2 separate regions of the Mus musculus genome follow, and region 2 is linked to region 1. The links are chromatin contacts, called in public promoter capture Hi-C maps. All regions are on one chromosome and are shown on one strand. The core of a region is the stretch at or near the end of the contact, and the rest is flanking DNA. Distances in the headings are between cores, read along the strand shown.

Evidence for each region. Capture Hi-C pulls out chosen DNA fragments and counts their contacts.
Region 2: a contact with region 1 is called in a promoter capture Hi-C map of pancreatic islet. The contact joins two enhancer-like sites. A contact is called at or near these places in 4 of 39 promoter capture datasets (the C10 cell line, cranial neural crest, hematopoietic stem and progenitor cells and 1 more) and 3 of 9 other capture datasets (adipose tissue, macrophages and pancreatic islet).

Annotation. Positions count from the first base shown.
Region 1 is chr16:44,213,416-44,220,426 of GRCm38.p6, forward strand. Usf3 (upstream transcription factor family member 3) reads left to right here. Exons shown (of 8, transcript NM_001029889.2): 8 at 2,000-7,011. Among named protein-coding and RNA genes, the nearest start is that of Usf3, 44 kb to the left of the region's middle. Within about 2 kb of position 3,821, at least 11 of the 459 cell types and tissues checked have an H3K27ac peak or open chromatin away from gene starts, as enhancers often do. A contact at or near this core is called in pancreatic islet, where this site is marked.
Region 2 is chr16:44,406,256-44,413,266 of GRCm38.p6, forward strand. It overlaps Cfap44 (cilia and flagella associated protein 44), which reads left to right. Exons shown (of 35, transcript NM_001033247.1): 5 at 1,054-1,216; 6 at 2,628-2,730; 7 at 4,040-4,256; 8 at 5,157-5,271. Among named protein-coding and RNA genes, the nearest start is that of Cfap44, 15 kb to the left of the region's middle. Within about 2 kb of position 4,031, at least 3 of the 459 cell types and tissues checked have an H3K27ac peak or open chromatin away from gene starts, as enhancers often do. A contact at or near this core is called in pancreatic islet, where this site is marked.

The sequences.
Region 1 (7,011 bases), core at 2,571-5,070:
TTTACTAATTTGGACAGTGCTGTGCTACACTGCTTGCACTGGGCAAGAATAGTATTGGAAACCCTTCCAGGAGGGCGGCATTCAGAACTCTTCCCTACACTCAGTTAAAAAGCTGCTTTCCTATGGCAGCTCTCTTTTAATGATGCAGACTACCCTTGTGGGTGCTTCCATCAGACAGCTAGATATAATGGTATTTGCAACATTGTGAAGTACTCCACAAGATACTTTGAGGCTAGAATCATCTTTAGACTTCCAATGAAAGTTCCTTTGCTTGAGAACTCAAGGTTAGGCCAAGCAAGTTACCTTAGTGAAAAGGGAAGCTAATGACAAACTACCCGGCACATGCAGCTCAGAAAAGGCCTAGCAGCCAGGTCAGGGTGGGGCAGAGCATGGAACAGCTTCAGTGGCTCTCATGTCATCTCTGTTGGGATCACAGGCTCTGGGGTTCTTTCTGTGCATATTTTCTATCCACTCCCTGATCCCTGTATTGTTTGCTGTTGTTCTTTTGGTAGAAGATAGTTTGTTTCATTTAATATATAGTAGAGGACAGTACCTTCTCAAGGATCGACAGTAGCCAAAGGAACCATTCCTGTAGAACACAGTCAAAGGCTGAAGGCAGACAGTGGTCAAGGAGACCACTGTCCCAATCTGTATTGGAAGCATGCTTTATACTAAAGTCGATAGAAAAGACAACTTTCCCTTCAGAACATAACCCCTGTCCAGAACATATTAATATGGCCATTTTGATAGACTCCTAATGAGGGGGACAGTGTTATTCTCTTATTCTTCATCAAAAAACTTCTAGCCAGATAGTAATCTTACAAGGTTATACAGACACACACAGAGACACTATTATAATAGTGATCTTACAGTTAGTTCAGAATGTGACATCCTCATCTAGGGCTACAGATATGCTATCCATCCCTTTGACCAAATATCAGAGCCCTGCAGTTGTGGTCTTTGTTTAAAACCTGCTGGTTATGAGGGGGGCTCATCCAAATGACCTCCAAGCCTGCTAATCTCTACCTACCTACTTCACATTACCTCCTTAAGAGAGGAAACCCGAAAGCCATTTTAGGTGTTTGGCACCTGGATAGTCTGACTGCTTGGGGCTGTATTGGGTATAGAACGACTTAAAGTTTATGTTCCTGCTGACTTTGAGCTATATGGAGTTTGATTGCTGCAGGACCATCTGAGGATGAATTGACTGTAAACAAGAGGAGAAAAAAAATAAGACAGTGGGCACACAAAGTCCGAGACAAATATAATCACCACTAAAATTATAACTATGAAAATTCAGAGGTCCAGCTCCAAAGCCATTTGCCAAAAGGGATGCTAGTGTCTGGCATGGTTTGAACCTGGTCTTGTCAGTCAGATGGAACATCAGCAGAATTAAGAATTATACCAATCAACCTTGATAATAACACAAGTGTTCCCCCTGTGAGGATATCTATAACATGTCCTGGCCACCCTTGGACTATTAGTATATCAGACTGCTTTGAAAAATGTCCCACAACTTGGTGGATTTGAGCTGAGGCCTAGTTAAGAACTAACTCACAGGGTTACACCTCAGCATTCTGTGTCATTCTGTGTCATTCAGAGCCTGTCAGTGGTGGTAAGCCTGTACTTGGAACCCTGAACAAAGAGGCTTTTAGCTTATCACAAGCATGTCACAGGAATTAGCCTGCCTTCCCTGGTTTTTACCTGTTAGCTGTGTTACTGGAAAGGTTTTGATTCGGAACATTGAGACTTGTACGCCATAGGAGATTTTCAGTGGTTGGCCTTTACAAGTGTAGAGTTTAGAAGGAATTGGGGGGGGGGGGGGCTTGAGGTGCCACTCTAAGAAGAAAACCTTACAGCAGCAGAGAGCTCCTGGTTCTGCTGAGGCATCTGAAGGCCAGGATTGGAATTCAGTGGCTTAGCACATATAGTTTTGCTTAAGTTGTTATAATTACTGACATTCACCTATATTTTTATATCTTTATTTCTAATATTTTAGCTGAAGAAATTAAAAAGCTACGGAAACAACTAGAAGAAATCCAAAAAGAAAATGGCCGATATATTGAATTATTGAAAGCAAATGACATATGCTTGTATGATGACCCCACAATCCACTGGAAAGGCAATCTGAAAACCTCAAAGGTGTCTGTTGTTATTCCAAGTGACCAGGTCCAGAAAAACATCATCGTTTATTCCAACGGGAGCCAGCCTGGGGGAAACAGCCAGGGGACAGCTGTTCAGGGAATAACCTTTAATGTTGGTCACGGCTTGCAAAAGCAGACCGCCAATGTGGTGCCAGTGCAGAGGACCTGCAAGCTTGTGACTCCCGTGTCTATTTCTGGAGTTTACCCTTCTGAAAACAAGCCGTGGCATCAGACTACAGTGTCTGCGCTGGCTGCCAACCAGTCTGTTCCCCTTTGTCTTCCCGCTGCCATTTCTGCTCAAAACATTCTCGAACTTTCTACTTCTGAAAGCCAATCAAGTGGGCTGGGTGCCACTGGTGGCTCAGTGGTCACCGTTTCAGTTGGCCCTGACCCTCACCCACATCGTTCCTCGAATACATGCCTAAATGATCAAAATGCTTCAGAAAATAACAATGCACAGGAGAGCCCCAAATCATCAAAGAAAACAGTCACGTGTGTCTCAGGCATCTCCTCCAGTACTTCAGCAGCTGCCCCCGAAGTGCACCATGAAAACAAGTCCAGCCCGGCAATGCAGGGCTCCAGTGCAGATTCGCAAAACACCCTTGTGTCAGTTACCACCACAGTGTGCTCCCAGCCTCCCAGATCTACAGGTGGCTCTTCTCCAGTGAGTGGTAGCAAGACTGTAGACTCACCAAGTACAGCCACAGTGGTGGTGCCAGCCCATGCTGCAGTAGCGAAGAGTACCCTCCCAGTGAGCAGTCTCTCTGCAAACCCTTTGGAGGGTGGTTGGACTCTCTCTTGTTCTCTGCCTTCTTCAAGTGTCAGTGCTTCAGAACTAAAAAACATCAGCAGCCTTACCCGAATCTCTTCAGCCGGAAACACACAGACAACGTGGACTACACTGCATCTGGCCGGAAACACTATTCAGCCTTTAAGCCAGCCACCATCTTCTGCTGCGACTCCAGCACTAAATGAGTGTGGTACCAGCCCTACCCCAAACAACCACAAGCACGTGGCTACAGCTATCACCCTAAATAATTCCCCTCCAACAGATGGGCAGCCAGTTGAGCAAGTAGTGGTGACTTTGCCTTCGTGTCCACCCTTACCTATGCAACCACTAATTGCCCAGCCACAAGTTAAGTCTCAGCCTCCCAAAAATATCCTTCCTTTGAATTCAGCAATGCAAGTGATTCAGATGGCTCAGCCAGTTGGGTCAGGTGTCACTGCAGCTCCAGCTAACCAAAATGTCATCATTCTTCAGCCACCAAGCACAACCCCATGCCCAACAATGATGAGGGCAGAGGTTTCCAACCAAACAGTAGGTCAACAGATTGTCATCATACAGGCGGCTAATCAGAACCCATTGCCACTCCTCTCTGCTCCGCATCCTGGTCCTGTTCGACTGCCTGTCAATGGGGCCAGTGCTATAATAGGGTCTCATAATTCAGTGCAAAATGTGCCAGCCCCACAGACTTTTGGAGGAAAGCATCTTGTCCACATATTACCAAGACCTTCCTCTCTATCCACATCTAACTCAACACAGACTTTTTCTGTTACCATGTCAAACCAACAGCAGCCTCAAACCATTTCTTTAAACGGACAGCTCTTTGCTTTGCAGCCTGTGATGTCCTCATCAGGAACTACAAATCAAAGCCCTATGCAAATTATTCAACCCACCACCAGCGAAGATCCAAATACCAATGTTGCCCTGAATACATTTGGGGCTTTGGCCAGCCTCAATCAAAGCATATCACAGATGGCTGGGCAAAGCTGTGTACAGTTGTCTATTAGCCACTCTGCTAATCCTCAGACTTCTGCAAACAGTCAAACCAGCCCTGCCAACTGCGTTTCACTAACAACAACTGTAGCACCTACCATAACAGTAGATAATTCAGCCACACCATCCACTACTTACAGTCTTGCAACAGCTTCCTCAACAAACACTGTCACTTGTTTGCCCTCTACCATGAAATCAAAAAGACTGAGCAAGAAGCCAGGTGCCAAGAAACACTTAACAGCTAACAAGCCAGCATGTCCCCTGAATTCAGTCAGAGATGTGGGCAAGATAGATGGCCCCAGAATAAACAGCTCAGCAGAGCCATCATGCAGTGATGGACTGCTGGACAGCCTCCCTGTTGGCCTATCGTCTGTTGCTGTGTCCCAGGCAAAGAATGTTAGTATTTCTGCTTCACATTCTTTGGATGTTCTGAATTCTGAATCAGTAACCCCTGACTCTGGTCCCCAATCTAAGTCAACAGAAGACTGTAGCTCACCTTCCCACGAATCTGAAACAAACGAACAACTTGTATTGGCGCCAGCAAAACCCAAAGATTCTACTCCTATTTTACAAGAGACATCTCAGGGTACACCACCGTGTTCTGTAGCGTTGTCCAATGATATGAAATCCTGTACTTCAGCCAACGTGTTGACTCCATCTCCTATCGAATCCCAGAGTTTGGTTTCTCAGGTTTCTGGTCTGTCATCCACTACGAGCACTTCAAGCACTGACTGTATTTCTGAGGTAGAAATTGTGGCAGAACCTTGCCCAGTTCAGCAGGATTCATTGGACACCATGCAGACAGCAGGGTCTTTAAAAGGGCAAGGACTAACTATGTTGCTGTCGGATCTTGCTAAAGAAAAGGACCTTCAGAGGTCATCTCTCTCAGTCCAGATGGAGCATCCTGACTTTTCTCCAGAAAGTTCTAAGATAGGTGATTCTAATGTTGATTTGCCTCCCAAGCAGGAACTGCTACTGATGAGCGATGACAGAGACCCGCCACAGCCCCACTCCTGCCTCCCTGATCAGGAGGTTCTCCATGGGTCTTTGCTCACCAGTAGACAGGCTGACTCTCCTCTGTCAACCAGCTCTGGCAGTAGTCGTAGTTTCTCCGTTGCATCCATGCTTCCTGAAACAGCTCGAGAAGATGTGACGAGCAGTACAACATCTAACACGTGTGATGGCTGCACCTTTGCAGAGCAAACTGACATTGTGGCCCTTGCTGCAAGAGCCATCTTGGACCAGGAGAGCATTGAGAAGGGAAGACTTGGCACACAGGCTGATGTGAAGGAGGTTACTCCAAAGCCTTCTGAAACCTCTTTAGAGGGAGACCAGCCCTTTAAACCACAGATCCACAAGGAGACATGCACGGGACAGGCTGACCCAACACCAAGTGAATTTAACTCTCAGGATTCTGTGGAAGTGACAGTCGATAGGCCTCTTGAAAAACCAAGCTGTTCTCTGGGAATTAAAGGATCAAATGCCCCCATACAGGTGTCAGCCCCTCAGCCACCAAGTCTCACCCATCAGAATAGCATCAGCAGCCATCCTCTGGTCAGTTGCACAGGTCTATCGCAGAGCTCAGATCAAACTTCTAATCCTGTGACGGTTAATATGACTGTTTCATCCAGTTCTTATGGCAGCCAGCCTCCTGTGCCACCTCTGATGACAGAATATCCCCAGGAACAGCTGACCAGCATGACTAGCGCCATACCAAACCCACAGGTTCAAGAACCGCTTTCAAAGCCCAGTCATGAAAGTCGTAAAGATTCTGCAAAGCGCACTGTGCAAGATGATCTTTTACTAAATTCAGCCAAACGTCAGAAGCACTGCCAGCCAGCCCCTCTCAGGCTTGAAAGTATGCCCCTGATGAGCAGGACTCCAGACAACATTCCTGATCAAACCCAAATGATGGCGAGTCAGATCACACCTAACTCTTCAAACTCAGTTGTACCTGTTAGCAACCCAGCACATGGAGATGGCCTTGCACGGTTATTTCCACCTAGTAACAACTTTGTGGCTCCTCCATTGAGGCAGACGGATGTTCAGTGTAATTCTCAGCCTTCGGTTGCTGAGCAACAGCAGCAGCAGCAAACCCAGGCAGGTCAACATCTGCAGGCACTGCAGCAGCATGTACCACCTCAAGGAGTGTCTCATCTTCACACCAACCATCTGTACATCAAGCAGCAGCAGCAAGCAGGGCAGTTAAGAGAGAGGCATCACTTGTATCAGCTGCAGCATCATGTGCCTCATGCAGACAGTGCTGTCCACTCCCAGCCCCATATTGTGCACCAACAGAGAACTCTACAACAGGAAGTTCAGATGCAGAAGAAAAGGAATCTCGTTCAGGGCACTCCTACATCTCAGCTATCCTTACAACCCAAACACCATGGGACTGACCAGTCAAGACCCAAGAGTAGCCAGCCACATCCTCACCATCAACAGATGCAACAACAGCTGCAGCAACACTTTGCAAGTTCCCAGCCAGAGAAGAGCTGTGAAAACCCTTCAACTAACCGGGGCCACCATAGCCATCCCCAGAACCACCTCAATCAGGACGTTCTACACCAGCAACAGGATGTTGGAAGCAGACAGCAGGGTTCTGACCATGTATCTGGGCATAATCCAATGCAGAGGCTTTTACCATCAAGAGGCTTAGAGCAGCAAATGGTGTCCCAACCAAGTATTGTGACTAGGTCTTCAGACATGACCTGCGCTCCACACAGGCCAGAGAGAAACCGAGTCTCCAGTTACTCTGCAGAAGCACTCATTGGAAAGTCATCTTCTACTTCAGACCAGAGAATGGGCATATCGATTCAGGGTTCCAGGGTTTCAGACCAGCTTGAAATGAGAAGTTATCTTGATGTTCCAAGAAATAAGAGCTTGGCACTTCATAATATGCAGGGCCGCATGGATCATACTGTCACCTCAGATATCCGCCTTTCTGATTGCCAGACATTCAAACCAGGTGGAGCCAGCCAACAGCCCCAGAGTAATTTTGAAGTACAATCTTCAAGAAACAATGAGATAGGTAACCCTGTGCCATCACTGCGAAGCATGCAGTCCCAGGCTTTTCGAATTAGTCAAAAT
Region 2 (7,011 bases), core at 2,781-5,280, 190 kb after region 1:
ACATACACACATACATATATACATACATACATATATTTGCTTATACAGAAATGTAGTAAAAAAAAGCATTGGAAAATCTATATATTTTATGTGTCCTATATTAGTGGATTTAAATAATCTGTTTATATTAATTAAGTTTTAATTTGAACTTAATACAGTAGCCATGTTATAAAATTTTGTATTAGATTCCTACAAATGTCAGATTTTCTTTACATTTGCTTTTTACATGTATTATGTATGCAAGTGTGTACGTGTGTGTTCCCACATGTGCCAGGGCATGTCAGAGAACAGCTTTCAGGAGTCTGCCCTTTTTATCCAGTAAGTTAGTTCTAGGCATGAAACCCAGGTCGTTAGTCTTGGCAGCAAGTGCCTTTACCCAGTGAACCAGCAGCTGCCGCATCATCCCAGAATTTTAAATGTCTTTCATCTTCAAGGAAGAGGCCTAGAAAATATTTTTAGAGGGTGGATCAGTGAGTTAAAAACACTTGGCACATAAGCCTGATGACCTGAATTGTATCCCTGGGGCCCAAGATGGAAGAAGAGAAATCACACACACACACACACACACACACACACACACACACACACACGCAACACATGCATGCATACACACATACATACACCCCATATAAACAATAATAAAAATGATTTTTACTATGATTTCAGCAAACTTGACTGGCAGCTATGAAGGTGAAGACCCGGACTTTGTCCCATGTGGTATGGTTCTGTTTTCAGGATACAGAGGAAAATGATCCCCATTTAGAAAGGCTACCTCTATCTATCTGCTTATCCCCAAATCTCAGAATTTCTTTCCAAATATTCAAGTAGAAAACTTAAGTCTCTGTATGAAGATTTTCACTTACTTTAAAAATAAAACTATGTCTGTGACCTATAAAAAAATTCGGATTTTCAGGGTAAAGTTCAGCTTTGTTGATTTCAGATGGTTAATTAAATAGAGTATTGGTTTTAAAAATAGGCTCAGTTGTTTTAGTCAGGCATCCGATCCCTATTGGATGTTCTGTCTTACTGTTCTCCTTATCAGCCTTGCTCCAGCCATTCTTTTGGTTATGACTGCAGAAAGCGAGCCAACCTACAGCTTCTGGACAGCAACACTTTATTGTACGTGGCTGGGAACCAGATGGTCCTGCTGGATTTTAAAGACAAGACACAAATTTACCTGCAGAGTAGCAGTGGCCAAGGGATTGGTGCCATTGGGGTATGCCAACATTTAGTGACCCGGGGGCGGGGAACCCCTGTTTCTGTCTTTCTCAGTTTTCACAGTGGCAGTTAGAGACCAGTGGTATGCAGGGTGTGGTAGGGGCACATGAGATGCACAGTTATCTCTATTCTATGCCCTTTTCTTTCTCTTTCTTTAAAGTGTTTTTTATTTCTTTTTCACGAAGCCCAAGCTGGCTTTAAAGTCAGTACAGAGGCCAGGCTGGCTTTAAACCTGGGATCCTCCCGCCTTAGCTTCTTGAACAGAGGGGAAATTATGTATGTATGAATGTATGTATGTATGTATGTATGTATCTCTGTATCTCTGTATATATGTATGTATGTATGCATGCATGCATCTCTCTCTCTGTATCTATGTATTTATGTATCTATCTATGCATGTATATATGTATGTATGTATGTATGTATGTATGTATGTATCTATCTATCTATCTATCTATCTATCTATCTATCTATCTATCATCTATCCATTCATCCATTCATCTATCTATCTCACTACTCTGTACATAAATCATGATTACAGCTGTGCATCAGTGTAGTTATAAAGACTGATAATGTAGGAAATCCAAGGCTGTAAGATTAGTTGTTGAATTAGTATCTTAAAGTCAGGTTAAACAAATGCACCGACGACCCAGGAGAATATCTGTCTTAAGTGATCTTAACCTATATTATTAACTAGGCTGTGAGGTCCAGTTTCAGTCTTTTAGAAAGAAAGAGATATTTTCCAAAGGATGTGTCACCACAGGATAGAAGGCAGCTTCAGCAGGAGGTCAGCCTGTCAGCTCCTCTCATGGGATGGTGCTCACAAAAACCCTTGACAGATGCTGTTCCACAGTTCTGGATTTCCAACTCTTCAGGACAGCTAGGCAAATAAATTCTGTCTGTCATAAGTAACCCAGTCTTTCAGGGAGAAAATGAATGGAAACACACATTTTGTGAATGTTTCTACCATTTAGAGCGACTTACACTGTAAGTACGACTGGCATTCTGTCCTACTTAGCTGTTCTTACATAACCATCCAGGCCAGCAGAGGCATAGCACTTGTTAAAAATGTAAATGTGAATTAAGAAACACTAGGTTTAGGGCTTAAGATCTGTGTTTGGATGAACCTATGAAGCAATTCTGACACACACCAAAGAGTAAAGCCTTCATTATCACTACAAATTTAATACTCATAAGATTAAAGCTAAGCCTTAATTTTTAAAAATTTCTTTTAATTTTTAGTTCAAATCATACCCATCATTAAGTATTTATCATATGCACATTTTTAAAAAATTTAGATTGAAGTGCAGTGTAGTAGCCAATTACACAGTAACAGTCACTACTGCATGGATAAGAATATCTAAGTGAAATTTTCCATTGAATATTTTAGTGAGACTCTGTTTTTCTAGGTCCATCCAAAGAAAACTTACTTCGCAGTTGCCGAAAAAGGAAGTTTCCCAAAGATTATCATCTACGAGTACCCTTCTCTGAAGCCCTACAGGATCTTGAGAGGTAAGTCCATCGAGATGTCTGGAGTAGGCCATGTTCAAGGCTAACATCCTGAAGGTGACCAAGATTACAGAATTAACCAAGATTCAGCAGAGGAACAAAAGTAAGATGTAGAAAGGAAATTTATTTCATGAACTTGGCTTACAGTTGCCTAGGTTAGGAAGTTTAAAACTGTGGGTCGCCCCACAGGCTGGAGATTGCAAAGAAAGGGTCCGTGGGCATTCTCCAGGCAGCGTTATCTCTTTAGGGAATCTTCAGTTTTAATTCTAAGACCTTGCAGCTGATTGGATAAAGCCTGCCTAGACTCTCAAGGATACAATCCTTAAAGATCAGAACTATCAGTCATGTTGGCCAATACTTCACAAAAACTTCCCTGCTGTTTAGTTTGAATAACTGGGTGTTAGAAACTAGTGAGGGTGAGGGTGGTGGGTAACATTAGCCATCTCCATTGTCTTACAGTTCTGCTGTCTGGGTAACTGATTTGGGGAGTCCAGTTTTTTTTTCCCCTCTGGGAAATTTTCAGTGACAAATTTAAAGTTGCAGACCTTGTCTGCTCTCTGAGTGTGGCTCCCTTTCTTCCACAAGATGGAATACATGCAGCATGTTCTTCTGTGGGAAAACGCAATTTTGATTTCTAATCGTATAAGCTATTTTAAAGCCAAGAGTGATGAAAGATTTTTAGGATTACTCTTTTGGGAGATTTTTCTATCTATGCTCTGTTGGAAGATTTACGTATGTATGCCATGTACGCACACCCCTGCCCATGTAATATGTGTGAGGGGCGCTTGCCTGTGCATGGTATTTGTGGAGGCCAGGGCTTGATGTCGAGCATTCCTTCTATGGCTCTCCACCTTATTATATGATGTAGAGCCTTTCACTACAGCTGGCGCTTGCCATTTTAGCTACTCTGGTTGGCCAAGAAGCCCTTGGGATTGGCCTGTCTCTGTGCCTCCTCCCACCCTATACCATTAGCACAACACCTGAACCTCAGTGCTTGTACACTGGCTGTGTTACCTGTTGGACAGACTGTCTCCCCAGCCCTCTCTTAGATTCTTGGCATTTTAACATTAACACAGATCACTCTCCTCCTCTTCCTCCTCCTCTTCCTCCTCTTCTTTCTCCTTCCTCTCCCCCTCCCCCCTCCCCCTCCCCCGCCACCATTTTCCCTCTCTGTTGTCCTTTTGGGACATAAGATTTGCAGCATTGGCTGGGCTTGATCTTCTTTTCCAACACCTCCAGTGCTGGTGTGACAGGTGTGTCCCGCTGGGCTGAGCTTCTAGCCTGTTTATCAGCCTCCCATTCATCCTTACAGATGGGGCAGAAAAAGCCTATGCTTATGTGGACTTTAACAACGAGGGGAACTTGCTGGCCTCTGTTGGCTGTCATCCTGATTACACAATAACCATCTGGGGCTGGAAGGAAGAGCAGCCCATACTGAGAACGAAAGCGTTTTCTCAGGACGTCTTTAAGGTCACTTTCAATCCTGATAATGATGAGCAATTAACTACCTCAGGATCCGGCCACATCAAGTAAGTCTGGTACCCAACAAAGAAACTAGCAGATATTTTAAGGGACATTTCTAAAAGGACCAAAGATATAAAGATAATTTTTACTATCATTAAATTGAATTTTTTTTTCAAAATTAGGGAGATTTCAGAAAGTTTTTAAAAATACTTATTCTTATTTTATGTTTATGAATGTTTTGTCTGTATGCATACATGTGTAATACAAGCACGTTGTATCTGTGGAAGACGAAGAGGACTTTGAAACTCCTGGAACTGGGGTTACAGATGGCTGTAAGGTGCCGTGTGTGTGTGTGTGTGTGTGTGTGTGTGTGCTGGGACCCAAACCCAGATCTTCTAGAAAGAGCAGAGAGTGCTGCTAACTGCTGAGCCACCTCTCCAGCTCTGCATGGGTTGTTTTTCAAGTTAACCAGCAGTTCGCCTTCTCATAGTCTCCACTGAAAGTAGTTCTCATAGCATCTCAGTAACTCACTGTTGGCATTTACAAAGCCATGGTCAGCTTTCAGACCACGGTGGAGTTTCTTATGTTTCTTAAGTCTTAACCGTGGCACGAGAATCCTCACAACCACTCCTGATGATCCTTGTCTACTCCTGACCCTCTGTTACCTTTCTTACTTGTTACTTGTATGTAACATCAGTTACTTTCAATCCAATTGAAAATTTCACTTATGGCTGGTAACTGCTGCAGCAGACAGCATAACTCAAAATCCAGGTCTCACAAAGACAGTGGACCCCCCCACCCCAGTGTTGAATCTGTGCTACCTAACAGGGATTAGTAGACACTATGTGTCAAGATGAACCGATTGAAATTACTTCACATGCACATATCCGCATATCCACGGCTGATGGACATAAAAAGACACCGCACTGATCAGCATCTCTGACCTCTTTCTCTCTTGTTTGCAGGTTCTGGGAGATGGCTTTTACATTCACTGGTCTCAAGCTGCAAGGATCACTGGGGCGATTTGGCAAAACATCTACCAGTGACATAGAGGGCTATGCAGAGCTTCCCGACGGGAAGGTGAGCGAGCACGCCTGCGGTTCTTCAGTCACCCGGACTGTGAGCAGATGGAAGCAGGCCTACTTGAAGTCAACCATGTGTTCAAGGACTGTCCATGAGAACAGCTACTGTAATTCTGAGTGTCCTGAACACCTCATTTTCCTTTTACAGACTATCAGTTGAAAGGAAAACATTTCCCTAAAGTTTTCATAATTCATATGTATAAACCATTTTCTGGTTTTGCTCCTCCATTAACACAGTGACATGTTGGTGATGTCATGAAGTTATAATGATTGATCTTTCCCTTTTGTGTCATGATGTTCCAAGGGACTCACATAGGCACGGCTTCAATCATGCTTGCGCCTTGATTCGGTGTCAGGATGTCATGGGAAGATGAGGACATTTCCTAGCTGTATGTCAACACTGTAGAATAATTTGTCAGTTGATTTACTGACATTATTAGTCCACTTTTCTCTTGCTCTTACAGATTTTATGTTTGTTTGCTTCTTTGTTTTTTTTTTTTTTTTTTTTGCCTAAAATGATGGTGAACTGGGATCCGTTCCCCTGTGCTATCTTACTGGGTCTCCTATTAGATAGAATAAGCTATACTGTGTTACTTGTTATCACGTCTCTTATAAGAAAATTCCAGCACACAAATATCACTTTAAGAAACCAAATTATCTGGGCATTAAAGTGATGGCATAGTTTCAATTGAAAGTATGGTGTATAGGAGAAAATAAAAAGAAGTCTGGGCTAACCAGTCTAGCAGAATTAGCGAGCATCGGGTCCAGTGAGGGACTCTTGACAAAATCACAACAGTAATAATAAGGCTGTGAAGGAAGATGCTGATGTTCACCTCTGGCCTCCACGGAAGAACTAAGTTCTAATGTTTTCCAGCACGGTGGGTGTCTGGTTCACAACCGTGTCTTGAATATGTAGTGAGGAACTGGAGAGAGGCGTTCAAAGCTTCCCAGCACAAACATGATGGATGGAGATGCTAACAACCCTGATTATCCATCATACATCGTATACATGTATCAACTTATCACACTGCACCTCATACATGTGCACAATTAGTATTCATCAGTGAAAACACTTGTATAAAAAAAATCAAGTTGAAGACTCTGCTAAAGTCAGCTGAGGCCCAATAGCAGGTCACATAGGCAAGCAAGGTTAAGACTGAGCGAAAATCATCAGTTCTTGCCGATGAGAAGGACAGAGTTTCCCACTGTAGATCAGTCCACACTGAGGAAGGTCTGTGGAAATAAGACTTTCTTAGTCAAAGATGCCCAGGGATTTCAGAAAGAAGAAGTATGCTTGCCAGCTTCTTTGGTCTCCTGCTTCTGAGACAGTGTAGTCAGAGCAGGGAGTTTTGAGTAACAACACTGAATCCAGCATCTTGGCTCCTCTGGGGAACTTGGGGGTACTTAACTTGGGTTATTTAACGGTTGGTTTTCTTTGAGTGAGAACAAAGCTGGAGTTAGGGAAAACAGAGCACCTGCAGGCACAACTGCACATGGTGTTGCTGAGTGGAGTGCCTAGCCCACATGGCTTTGGGCGTTAAATACCAATGTATGTTAAGTATTCAGGCATACACCATAAATATTACTTATTATAGCACTCATTAAGGACCATAAGAGCCAGTGTTTGATGGCATACACTTTGGAAACTGTTGAATTAGACATTAATTTGGGGGCAGTCCCAAATACTTTCCTTGTTTGAAACTTGAGCTGTAATCTGCTCAACTTAGTAGTGGTCTTA